Linked DNA regions of Mus musculus: region 1 is linked to region 2. A link is a contact called in public promoter capture Hi-C data. All regions are on one chromosome and are shown on one strand. The core of a region is the stretch at or near the end of the contact, and the rest is flanking DNA. Distances in the headings are between cores, read along the strand shown.

Region 1 (7,018 bases), core at 3,550-6,049, 53 kb before region 2:
CATAGCTCTCTGCTGTGACTGATATGACTTAGCTGCCGCACTCTCCTGCCGCCATGGCTACACTGACCTGATGGGCTGCACCCTCAAACTAACAAGCCCTTTCTCCCTCAAGTTGCTTTTACCAAGTATTTTTCTCAGCCTTAGAAAAGTAAATAACACAGAAAGCATGGTGGTACACCAACTATACATACATACATATATATATATATATTGTTTGTTTGTTTGTTTTTCTCAGTCCATCCTGGATAAAGTTTCTCCTCCCTCCACTCCTCCTGCCCCTCCCCTCTCACTCAGATCCACTCCTCCTCCATTTCCCTTCAGAAAAGGGCAGGCCTCCCAGGGAAAGCCACTGAACACAGCATAATAGGATTCAATAAGACCAGGCACAAACCCTAATATACTAGGAGAGGCAACCCAGTAGGAGGAGAATAAGGATCCCAAGAGCAGACGAAAGAGTCAGAGATACTCCCACTATTAGAACACCAATCTAACAATCATAACATACATGCAGAGGACCTAGGTTAGACCCATGCAGGCTCCGTGATTGCCACTTCAGTCTGTGAGCCCCTGTGAACCCTGCTTAGTTAATGTCTGTGGGCCAGAAACACATTTTATATGTAAAGAAACGAGGCTGGTAAGATGACTCAGTGGTAAAAGGCACCTGTCACAAAGCCTGACTGCCCCAGCAGCCACACAGGGAAAGGAGAGAACAAACCCCATCCCCCAAAATTGTCCTCTGGTGTGAACACATGCAATTTAAGGATTACAAAAGAAAAAAACCAAAGAAGCAAGTTGAAATAAAAAGATACCATGCCAACACAAAAAGGAAGCCATGTGGCTATATTAACATCACATAAACAGACTTGGGGAGTGGGGTGTAACCCAGAACAAAGATCGTTTTAGAATCTTCCACTCATCAAGTGGACATAATGGCCCAGCTGTTTATGTCTTTTACCATGGTTTTAAATGCTTGATCCCAAAAGTGATAGAACCGCAAGGAAAAACAGACATAGGTACAGCTATCTTCAGATAATTCGGATTCTCTCAATCACTGATTGAGCACAGGCAGAAACTCACAGAACTCTAGGAGAACACCACCAGCTAGCTTGTCCTGAATGACAGTTACAGGACACTCAAAGTCTGCAGCACACACGTTCTCTCCAAGAGCACAAGGACCCGTGTTACCAAAGCTGGTCATATTTCAAGCATAAGACAATTTAAATTATTATTAAAAGTATTCAAGCCATACAATGCATAGTCTCTAATCACACTGGAATCACATTAGACACCATTTACAAAAAGCTCTCTAGAAAACTTCCAAACATTCGGAAATTAATTAGGAATAGCGTATTTATAAATAGCTTGTGAGTGAAGAACTTGAAAGGGAAATTATGAAGTATTTGGAGTTGGAGGAAAACGGAAACGTGAACTAGGCATTTGGCACACAGGGTAATCACAGCACTCAAGAGGCTTATGAAGTGCGAGGATTGTGAGTTCGAGGCCAGTGACACTCTGTCTCAGAAATAAACAAATAAAAAAAGAAAATATAAGGAAAACATGACATCTTAACTTAAAATATTTTTTTTTAAAGATTTATTTATTTATTATATGTAAGTACACTGTAGCTGTCTTCAGACACACCAGAAGAGGGAGTCAGATCTCATTAGGGATGGTTGTGAGCCACCATGTGGTTGCTGGGATTTGAACTCAGGACCTTCAGAAGAACAGTCGGGTGCTCTTACCTGCTGAGCCATCTCACCAGCCCCAACTTAAAATATTTGAGACATTTCTAGATGCATAGTACTTAGAACCGTTTTGTTTGTTTTTGAGACAGGGTTTGTTGTTGTTGTTTTGGTTTTTGGGTTTTTGTTTTTGTTTTTTCAAGACAGGGTTTCTCTGTGTAGCCCTGGCTGTCCTGGAACTCACTTTGTAGACCAGGCTGGCCTTGAACTCAGAAATCCACTTGCCTCTGCCTCCCAAGTGCTGGGATAAAAGGCGTGCGCCACCACCGCCCAGCTCATTTGAGACAGGGTTTTACATAGCCCAGGCCATCCCTAATTCACTATGTAGCCAAGGATAACCTTGAACTTCTTATCCTCTTGCCTCTACTCCCAGAGTGCTGGTGCAGGCTTGTGTCACCACAGCTGGTTGTGTACCGTGCTGGCAATTGACAGCACAGCTTCATGAAGGCAAGGCAAGCATTCCACCAAGCCGGCTACACCTCAGCTCTAGCCTATATCGAACTCCTAAAAGGTTTCAAATCAATGCCAGCTCCCATCATGAGATGAAAAGCCACATAACACGGTGTAAAACTGAAAATAAAAAGAAATGGAAATGGAAAATAGAAGGGGAAAAAATCAATAAACTAAAAATAGGTAAGTGCAAGTCATAACAGCAGGCTGGGCTGTAATCCCAGCACTCCGGAGGCAGAGGCAGGCGGATCTCTGTGAGTTCAAGGCCAGCCTGGGCTACAGAATGAGTTCCAGGACAACCAGGGCTACTTAGTGAGATCCTGTCTTGAAAACAGCAACAAATAATAATAATAATAGTAATAGAAAAGATAAAATCTCAATATAGATGTAAAAGATTTAAAACGGGTTCAATCATTTCTCAATTCAACAGGAAGAAATTTAAAATAATAGCTAAAAATCAAATTGAAAGTTTTTTTCTTTTGAGAAATATCAATAAACTGACAAACTTCTTGCAAAATATCTTGGTATGCTCTCTGTTGCTGTGATAGAGTACCTTGGCCAAAAGTAACTTGGGGAGCAAAGGGTTTGTTTGGTCTACAAGTCTGGATTACGGCGTCTTATGACAGGAAGTCAAGGCAGGAACCTAGAAGCAGGAGCTGAAGCAGAGGCCGGCCACTGAGGGTGCTGCTTTCTGGCTTGCTCCCCATAGCTCGCTCAGTTTGCTGGCTTACACCTCCCAGGCTCGCCTGCCCAGGAGTGACGCCACCCACAACAGGCTGGGCCGTTGGACAAAAACAAAACAAAACAAAGCAAACCCTAACCAGCACAGCACACTAGTCAGGAGAAATGGATGGGAGACTCAGATTTCTGATCTTAGAAATAAAAGATGCATTGCCCCAACAGAGTCTAAAAATCACCAACACTCTCTCAGCCACAGAAACCAGAGTTCAACTGTTAAAGAAACTGAATGTGTAGCTACAACCTTCCCATCAGGGACACCCTAAGCTCTGGTGGCTCTGACATTTAAAAGAAGAAATAGGGCCAACTCCTCAAATTCTTCCAGACAACTGGACATGGGTCATGTTAAATGTTCACCATCCAGGTCAGGACTTTCTCTTTTTAAGATTGGTTTTCACTTTATGTGTATGAGAAACCCACATGTGGATCAGTGTCCTGAGGTGCCTGGAATTACAGAGTTTTGAGCAGCCACATGCATGCTGGGCACCATATTAGGGTTCTGTGCAGGAGCAACACACTGATCTTAACCAATGGGGAGAATGGACTAAACCTCTGAAACTGTAAGCAAGCGCCAATTAAATGCTCTCTAGAAGGACAGTTGCCATGGTCTCTTCACAGCAGTAGAACACTATAAATGAATACAAAGTTTCTGGTGGAATCAACAGTCTCAAATGTGATGGCTGCACAACCAAATGTTCTAAACGGAACTGTATACTTATATGTAAGTTACAGAGTATGGGAGTTATGCCAATAAAGTTATTATTATTTAAACATCAGTAAATAACTTGTAATTAAACTAAACAAAACTTGTAATTAAAACAAAAAACAAACAAACAAACAAACCAGCTTGGCTTGGTGGTACATGACTTTAATCCTAACACTGGGAAACAGAGGAAGGCAAATCTGAGTTTGAGGCCAGCCTGGTTTACAGAGCTACAACGTGCTACACAGAGAAACCTTGTCTCAACACAACAAAACAAAACAAAATCAAAGGACATGGGGCCTCAGCACGGTTCAGCTGGTAAAAGCCTTCCTGCCAAGCTTGATGGTGATCCCTGAACCCACATGGTGAAAGGAGAAACCAGACCAAGTCCTCTAACCTAGAGAGAGAGAGAGAGAGAGAGAGAGAGATGTTTACAGAAATAAAAGGAAGAACATTCTAAAAAATCAAACACTTTTGATAGAAAGGTCCATAACGATAAAGCTCTTGCCTGTTTTTTCTTTTATTTATTTATTTGTTTGTTTGTTTGTTTGTTTACATCTGTGCCTGGGAGTCAGTTCATCCCTTCCATCCTGCTTCAATCATCAGACTTGGTTGCAAACGTCCTTCCCTGGATTCTCACCAGCCCTTGACTGCTCTATTGGCTGTTGTTAACTCCAACACCAAACAAAAGTCTCACAAATGGTAAGTAAAATTAAATAGTGACTGAAGGAATGCGTGCAAAAGCCCCCGTCAGGGAAGAGCACGGTTCACAGGTTCATCAGAGAAAAGAAAGCTCCCAGTGGGCACTGGGAAGACACTGGGAGTCTGCAACCAATTGTCTCAGTCTCCCTGCAGAGCCGTAGGAGCCACAGAAGGGTTTTAGAGAAGGTAGATCAGATTTACATTTGAAAAGAACGCTGACAGCTGGAGAAAGCCTGGAAAGATTAGGGCTTAAAAAGTTGGACTCTGCAACAAAGGAAAGTTAGTGACCTTGGAAAACTCAGTGCAGGTGGAGCCCGGGACTGACTGGAGGGGGCTGGAAAGCAAGTGTCGCAAACGGCATCTCTCTCTGCAAGGCCTCTTCTTCCGCCCTATGTCTCCAGGGAAACGGGCCCAAAATACACTTGGCTTAAAAAGTAACAAAGACATGTTCCTATGCATATTCACGCACAGCCGGCTCACCGCTCACCGGTCCATTCTGAGTCTGTTCAAGAATTGCTCACCCTGACAGAGGGAAAATTCATGCTCTCAGCTCCCACCAGATGCCTTCCATTGCTGAAGGAGAAAGGAGGACAAAGAAAGGCTGCACAGGACAGAAAACACAAAGTGTTCCCTGTGGCTTTACCAGGCCTCTCATTAGGTCCCTACAACCTAGAACCCAACCCTCGACACCTAAGACAGTGGGAAATTCTGGAATAAGGTGCTTGCCACGGGTGTGACTAAATGTCTGAACTCAGAACTGAAAAGATTGGTTTCTAGTTGAGTTTTCTCCAGCCATAGGCAAAACTATGGGCAAGCAATGTAACTTCTCTGAGTGTCCATCATCTCAAAAATGAAGAGAAAACACATGCCCTGACCTACTGACAGATGTAAGGAGGGGACAGACATGCAAGAAGAGATCTACATTCTGTGAGGCCAGAGCTCACCCAATTTCAATGAGCTCCTTAAGAAAAAGTGGTGGCGCACGCCTTTAATCCCAGCACTCGGGAGGCAGAGGCAGGCGGATTTCTGAGTTTGAGGCCAGCCTGGTCTACAAAGTGAGTTCCAGGACAGCCAGGGCTATACAGAGAAACCCTGTCTTGAAAAACCAAAAAAAAAAAAAAAAAAAAAAAAAGAAAAGAAAAGAAAAGAAAAAGAATATGAACACAGCCTTGGTCTACAAAGAAAGTTCCAGGAAAGCCAGGGCGACACAGAGAAGCCACCTTGGGGTGGGAGGATATAAGCACAAAAATACAAAAGTAGATACAAAATCTGAACGTTCACTTATACAAGAAAAATTTACACCCAAAGCCCCAGAGCTGAGGGTCAACATATAGGAAAACCACCACACAATCTTTGTTTAAAACAGGATCTGGCTGTCACTTGGGCCTCAACTCTCAGACCTCCCAAGCAGCTGGGACAACAGATGCACTCCACTGTACTGAGCTAAGCTGCACAGTCTTTAATCTTTTTTTAATATTTATTTTTATTTATGTGTACCTGTATCTGGGTGAGTATGAGCCACATGTGTGCAGACACCCATGGAAGCCAGAAGAGGGCACTGGACTGCATTTTTTGCAACCTACTTTTTTTTTTTTTTTTTTTTTTTTTTTTTTTTTTTTTTTGGTTTTTCAAGACAGGGTTTCTCTGTATAGGCCTGGCTCTCCTGGAACTCACTCTGTAGACCGGGCTGGCCTCGAACTCAAATCTGCCTGCCTCTGCCTCCCGAGTGCTGGGATTAAAGAAGTGCGTTACCACACCTGGCTGCAACCTACTTTTAATAAGGGTTCAACCTCTCCTCTAGCCCACTACCCAGCAGAGGTAGTGGAAGAGAAAAGTCATTAGGATTTGGGGGAAGTGGACCTGTTCAGCAAGAGCCCTTTGGGGGCGAGCTCATCTTGGGCAGCAGCTCAGTCCCACAGCAAACACCAAATATGACTCAGCAGCTGCAGTCCAGTCCTTTCCTCAGGCAGACAGCAAGCGTGAATACCAACTGGCCGGAGGAGAGGCCTCGGAAGCAGCAAGGTGCTGAAGGAGCCTCACAAGAAGTTCTTATTCTAGGTCACTGAGTTTCTCTCAATGGCGTCCTTACCACCAGTTGAGCTCAACAAAGCTATGTAAGGCAAACCAATACATGCATGTCGTCATTGAAGAATACTGGGGTAGCGGAGCTCACTGCTCGCCTCCCACTGTCGGGGGGGGGGGGTCATATTCATACTCCTTCATCACAGGTCCTTTCACGTGTTTGCTGTATCAGAACATCCTCTGTGTCTGCTTCAGGAAAACGTTCTTTCACGAGTCTGCTTTACCAGGGCACCCTTTCACCTGCCTGCCCCAGCAAACAATCAGCTGACACAACTAACTTCCCAAGTAAACTAGAAGCTTCCACTTAACTGGATTCCTTGGCTCTAGAAGTCACAGGCAGAAGTGAGCTGCCCAGTGTGGATGCCTAGAACCAAACTCAGGTCCTCTGGAAGAACAGGAATTGCTCTTGACCTCTGAGACATCTTTCTAAGTCCCATCTTTAATGACACATCAATGACAACCACAATTTTACATTATTTTCATCCTTGGAGAAAATAGGAAACTCATTCAGTTTTTCTCTCTTTGTGATTGATCAAAATGTGTTATTACGGTAGTACAGTCCTTATCCCCAGGCGATATTCTACAGCCCCTGGTGGTTCCA
Region 2 (6,162 bases), core at 99-2,598:
TAGGGTTGGCTAATCTATCAGCACTCTTGCCCAAATCCCTCCTCCTCCTCTCTGAACACTGAACTATTCCGGGCGGGTGTTTGTGGCTCTAAAAAACTAAGAGGAAAAAAGTCTTGAAGATTTGGATCTGAGTTGTCCTGGCGCCCCCCACCCCCGCTGCCCCTCCTCTGTCCTTCCCCTCAAGGCTCAAAGCTTTGGAAACCCTCGAAGTCTAGGTGTCTGCTCTGGCTAAATCCCAGAGTTCGGATCTGAGAATTTACCCCATCTCTCGGCTGGCCAGGCTCCTACTGGCTTCATCAGATCGCTCTCAAGAGTTCCTACACCTCCTCCGCTACACATTAAAAAAAAAAAAAAAATTCCTTACTTCCCAGTTCTGGAAGAGAGGGCCTCCGGGATCTCCCCTCTGTCTTTCTTACTCGCTATGGGAAAAGCAGAGAAGTCAGAGTCCTGACTCAGTTTCCCCATTTGCATTCCCTATTCCTGTACTACTGCCAATGCTGAAGGGGCCAGCAATGGTGAGGTGGTAGGCAATGAGGCGCGGGCAAGAGGCAGCCGTTTGACTCTCTCTGTCTTAGAGCTTTCCACCTTGTTCCTGTCTGTTCCCCAAATCTAGCTCGAGGGCCCTTCTCGCCCGTCCCCACCCCTCCTCACCCCGTTCTCACCCAATCTCTCACTATGGATTTCATGATGTCCAACAGCTCTTCCCTACCTATCTGCCAACTCCTTGATGATGCGAATTGGACACATTTCTTTGGGGGAAGGAAGACTATACGGGAAGAAAACACAATAGAGTATCCAGGGGTACAGAACGTCAAAGTGGCACTTCAGAAGTGCTCGGGCAGAGACCCGAAAGGAACTGTCTGCGAGGGTCCCGGTGCAACCTCCCGATAGCTGGGATCCTGGAGCGGGTAGAGCCTGAAGGCAGCAGGATCGCTGTGCCAAGTCCCAAGACTGGCTCTGGGTCCCCACCCTCTGGTGTTTGGAGCTGCGCGGGAGACAGTCCCACTCAGCACTCACCACCACAGTCCATCGACGTGCGCGGGGCACAAGAGCAGCAGCAGCAGTCCGAGGCGGGAGGGCACCGGCGGCAGCATCCTGAGAGCTCTACCGCAGTCTGGCCGGGGAGGCGGCTGGGGGTGGGGAGTGAAGCTGCGGGGTGAGCCGGGGCGCGCGGGCACCGGGCTTCAGGGCAAACGCGGCGACCGAGGCGGCGGCCCGGAGACTAGGGCTCCGGCGGCGGTGGCGGCGGGGGGGCCCATCCCGGGCGAGGAGGGCGCGGCGGAGGCGGAGAGCGGACCCAGCAGCCAGCGCCTGTGTCTCCTGCGGAGCTCGCTGGAGAGAAGAAATCAGAGCCGGGGGCGGGGGTGGGAGGGGAGCGGGGCCGAAGCGTGGGCGGGGGAGGGGGACAGGGGGGCCACGGGGGTGGCAGTTGCGACAGTCAGGCGGCGGGACTCTTGGGAGGGAGCCGTGCGCCCCGGGGCGGCGGGCGCAGAGCGCAGCGGAGGGCGGGTGCTGGGGCGGGGCCGCGCGCTCACGGGTGCGGGTCCCGCCCGCCTGCCCCTCTCCTAGCCTCTGCGGGGTTGTCCCCTGCCATCCCTGGACCTGGGGCATGGAGGGGCGGGATGAATAGTCGAGAAGGGTAAGGGGGGGAGGGAGGAAGAACTGGGGAAGGGGGACTGGCTGGGAGACGTTTGACAGGTTTGTTGACTGTAAAGAGAGAAAACTTCCCAGGAATGAGGGAGTTTGGGGGGAGGGAACAGTACGTAGGGATATACAGATGGGGGCCAGGGAGGAAGTCGGCCGGGGGCGCAGGATGCTCGGTAGAAGGCTGTCCAACTGGATCGCCAGCCCAACGAACTTAGGAGGCGTTACCAACTCCCGCGTCTTTTGCCCCTTCTTCAGCCTCTGTCCCAGCAAGGGAACGAGCCCGAGGCCTGGGTTCTAGCTCCCTAGCCTTGCAGCCGCAGCCAGCCGATGTTGGGGGCGGACAGTGTGGGGGAGATAAGACAGCAAGTGGAACCTCTCCAGGGCCTGCGCTCCAGTATTCGCTACTCATAAACGTGGCGGAGGGCCGAGGTTGCTGACTTCCAAGAGAAGAGGGGTCAGCGCTGGCTGTGGTCAGGTCTCACTTGTCCGCGGGTTCCTGGAGCCTCAAGTTCCTCCCCCAACTTGGCCAGGGCAGAAGGGGTGGGAGAGCCAGCTGCAGGTGAGATGGCGTTTATCTGATTCTCTAATGCCACAAAAATGTCTTTGATGCCCCTGACCCCCTCCCCACGGGGGGAGATCAAAGGCCTCGTGGGGAGGAGGGACAGCTCCATTCATCAAGCCAAGCGGCTGGCAGCGGGCGGCAGCCTCTGCTGCTCTGGCCTGGGGCAGAGGCCCCCCGACGTGCCCCAGGAGTGCAGAGGGACAGGTGGTGCGGACATTCCGAAGCAGGAGCCAATTTCCCCGCCACCGCTATCTAGAGGGCCCATCAACCTTAAACAGGGGACCTTAAGCCCACGTGGCAGAAATTTCACACCAGAGGGGAAAGTTCCTTGTCGTTTGGGGTGGGGAGGAATTTAGAAGTGGAAACGGAGAACAGTGCCAAGATAGACAAACACCGCTGGTGAGCAAAGAGGAGGGCCGGTCCAGAGAGTCGTCCAGAGAGTGGGGCAAATGGGCAAAGATGAGACTGGGGGACCAGAAAGAAGGCAGGAGAAGGCCACAGATGCCTACATCAGGAGGGGGAGCAGATCTGAGGAAAGAAGATGAATAGCAGGGAGAAGGGATGGAAAAACCGGAGCCTAGACACAAACAAATAAGGCCTTGGGTTTTCTGGGAGTCCTAATGAGGATTCTGGGTGTCAAAGGTCCTGAATAAGGAGATTTGCAGAGTGTGAGGCCCTCTGGGGAAGGAAAGGAGCAGAGAGAGGAGACAGCGCTCAGCCAGACACTGGACCAACCTACGTTTCTTCCTTTCTCATGCACTGCACCGCTCCAGCACATAGCAATTTTGTACACAGCCTTTCATACTAGTACTAGTGCCAAGCACTGTGGACACCACCACACCCGTGGGCATAGCTCATTCAAGGATATACCAGGCCGAGTGAATACTGGGGCTAGAGTTGGTGCCAACCTGGCAGCTAGGAGGTGTATGGTGTCTCCAGAAGGTGCAGGTGGGCCAATGACCAGCTCCCTGGGATCCAGTGTCTTAGTTTCAAGCCCCTTACCCAGCCTGCTACTGTTATTGCAGATTATGAAATGCTCTCCCTGTCCTGCATTCTTCTCTGAGGCAAGAATTTTAATGTATTTGTCTTTGTCATCAGGGGACCTGGGCTCTGGGATAGCCCTGAGAAGGGAGCGCCCCAAATCTACTCTTTGTTGATTCCAGACCCTAGGCTTTCTTGGTTCTCCAGCCTCCCCACCCCACCCCCGTGTCCCCCGTGTCCTATCCCTGCCCCCTCGCCCCCCCCCCCCAGACACCGTCTCTCTGTGGGGTGGATAAAAATGATGTTATTGAAACAACAGAATTGGGAGCAGTGGCAGGGAGCAGGGATCAGCTCAGGAAACTGGGGCGTTTGCCAAGAAGCCTGCTCCCCCGCAGGCAGCCTTTCTGCCCCCACCCCCCACCTTTCCTCTAAACACACACAGTTGGTCCCACCCCTCCTGCAATGTGCTCCAGCCAGATCTTGCAGAATCTTTAGCCATCCCTGGGCTCTCCTACCCTTCATCCATCCTTCCCCACCAGAGTCCCACTCCAGAATCACTTGACAAACACTGCCTTGCAGAAGCATCAGAACAGGGAAGGCCAGGGTAGACCTTCTGGAGCCCCTGTTCCAGAACTTTGGTTCCAAGGTATTGGCATTTGTCATCTGGGGAAACCAGGGTCTGGGATTACCCTGCCTTGCCCACAGGTGCTCCCCATAGGTGCTCCCCATTTATGTATTATCAGAACAGAGACAGATTGAACACCTTTGTCTTTTTTGTCCCCTCAAACCTTCAGAGACACAAGTTTGGAGGGTCTGGAAAGTGTCAAGTCACTGTTACCTTAGTAGATTTTTTTCCCCCAGAGAGCAGAGCTGAAGAATTGAGACATACAAACAGCTACAGATATGTGTGCACACATGCACACTCAGACATACCATCAGATATGTGTGCACACATGCACACTCAGACATACCATCAGATATGTGTGCACACATGCACACTCAGACATACCATCAGATATGTGTGCAAACATGCACACTCAGACATGCTATCAGATGCACACAGACAAATGGACAACCCCACAGAAATCACACCCTTAACTCCCCCACCCCTCCACAATGATAGTTAATTTTCATGAGCAGATACAGATGGGGGGGAGACATGGTGGCCTTGCTGGGGGTGAAATTTATGCCAACCACCATGACGGCCACACCCATGTATGCACAATCACACACACACACACACACACAGGGCCTCTGCATATATGTCCATATAGAGAAGCAGAAGAGGTAGTGGTACAGAGGTAAGCGGTGAGTTGAGACTGTGGTGGGCTCACTCCACCCCTGTGAACCTGTAAATTCCACTCACCGCTAGGCTCTGGTACAAAGACCCTGCAGGGGAGACTTGGGTGTCTGGCTGTGGGGTTGAAGAGGAAGGAGAGGCAGAGGTGGGGACTGTGGAGGGGGGAGAGGCAGCTGGAGACAGATAACATCAGAACTGCTGCAGGCAAAAGCAGAGTGCTCTGCCTCCACTGGTCGCTCTCTCTCTCTCTCTCTCTCTCTCTCTCTCTCTCTCTCTCTCTCTCTCTCTCTCTACTTTCTTGTGTCTTCATGTCTCCCCCATGTACAGAGTTTGGTCTCTAAATCATTCTGTTGTGCCCCCCCCCCTTCTTTCCTCAGGATGACTGAAGCTGCAGGAGCCCAGGAATTTAGGCCTGTGAACCTTCCCCTCCCAACAGCCTCCATCCTCTCCTCTTCCCTCCCTCCTTCCCTGCATCTCTAGCACTGGGATGGAGCTCTTCTTTTCAGGGAGATGATAGGCCTTGAGAATTCCTACAAGGTCTCTGGGACCTAGGAGAACAGAGAGAGGAAAGGCCAACCCTCCAGAGAGATGGAGGGAAGAAAGGAAAAGAAAAAAAAAAGAAAGAGAGGGAGACACTTATTTCCTCTCCTCTAGGTATACCAGACAGCTTTATTCAACTTCCACGGCCTGCCTAATATCCCAAGAGTGTATCCACCCAGTCACCTTATCACACCTGCCTCACAGGTCCAGCTCCAACTCCACGGAGATTCCCTCTGAGCCACTGTCTCTCACATCAGAGCTCACCTGCCTCGCCCTGCTCATCTCTATCCTCTCAAGCCTCCAGTCACACCAAGGAGAGAAATAACCTGCCTGGAGGAATCTTGAAATAGGGGGCAGGGGCTGAGTCTGACCCAGGGGCTGCTTCCTACCAAGGCTAGATTGGGAGGATGCCAGGGAACATAGGCTTTTTAGTTCAACTTCAGTGGACCAACAGGAAAGGCTAGCCCCATGAACCTCTACAGTCATCTTGTTTCAGACTGTCTCCTGCATGGTTTTCCCCTTTTGTTTTTGTTTTCTTGTTTTGTCCTTGTTTTTATGATAGTAGATTTGATGCTGGAACTCAGGGCCTCAACTGTTCCAGGAAAGAACATTATCTCTGAGCATCTTCTCACAGTCCAACTCCTTGGTTTTAGACTGGGGGGTGGGGTGGGGTGTGGCAGAGGTGGGTGGGGGAGTGGGGCAGGGGTGGGTGGGGGTGGGGGTGGGAGGGAGCCTAGTCAGAGCTCCAGAATTCAGGTTCTCTGTCAGCCTCTGTCCTGGTTTATCACTGGGACTGGGTTGTGCTGGCTCTCTCACCCTGGCAGCAGGCAGCACCCACTATGTGCTAGGCATCCAACTACATACGGGGGAGAAAATGGTGTCACCTATTCTTATGGATCTGTCTAATTACAGCATCTTTTTTATTTATTTCATGAATATGGGTACACTGTCGCTGTCTTCACCAGAAGAGGGCATCAGATCCCACTAAAGATGGTTGTGAGCCATGTGTTTGCTGGGAATTGAACTCAGGACCTCTGGAAGAGCCTTGAGTGCTCTTAACCACTGAGCCATCTCTCCAGCCCTAATTACAGCATCTTTAAAAAGGAAACTGCAGCCTTGATAGCATCTGGGA

The links. Promoter capture Hi-C pulls out the DNA fragments that hold promoters and counts their contacts.
Region 1: a contact with region 2 is called in a promoter capture Hi-C map of embryonic stem cells. The contact joins the enhancer-like site here to the promoter of Wnt6 in region 2. A contact is called at or near these places in 21 of 39 promoter capture datasets (the 3T3-L1 cell line, 3T3-L1-derived adipocytes, the C10 cell line and 12 more), 4 of 15 datasets of contacts at CTCF or cohesin (CD8 T cells, the NIH/3T3 cell line, large pre-B cells and 1 more), 84 of 484 Hi-C or Micro-C datasets (3T3-L1-derived adipocytes, the AML12 cell line, the AtT-20 cell line and 58 more), 24 of 115 datasets of contacts at active chromatin or transcription factors (the 230-238 cell line, CD8 T cells, the SCID.adh cell line and 14 more) and 3 of 9 other capture datasets (adipose tissue, liver and pancreatic islet).

Annotation. Positions count from the first base shown.
Region 1 is chr1:74,822,677-74,829,694 of GRCm38.p6, reverse strand. It overlaps Gm32275 (a long non-coding RNA gene), which reads left to right. Exons shown (of 3, transcript XR_373533.3): 2 at 4,209-4,335. Among named protein-coding and RNA genes, the nearest start is that of n-TGgcc3, 9.4 kb to the right of the region's middle. Within about 2 kb of position 4,799, at least 46 of the 459 cell types and tissues checked have an H3K27ac peak or open chromatin away from gene starts, as enhancers often do. A contact at or near this core is called in brain, cerebral cortex, cortical neurons and 5 more, where this site is marked.
Region 2 is chr1:74,767,078-74,773,239 of GRCm38.p6, reverse strand. Wnt6 (wingless-type MMTV integration site family, member 6) reads right to left here and starts at 1,348. Exons shown (of 4, transcript NM_009526.3): 1 at 1,018-1,348. The coding sequence starts at 1,094.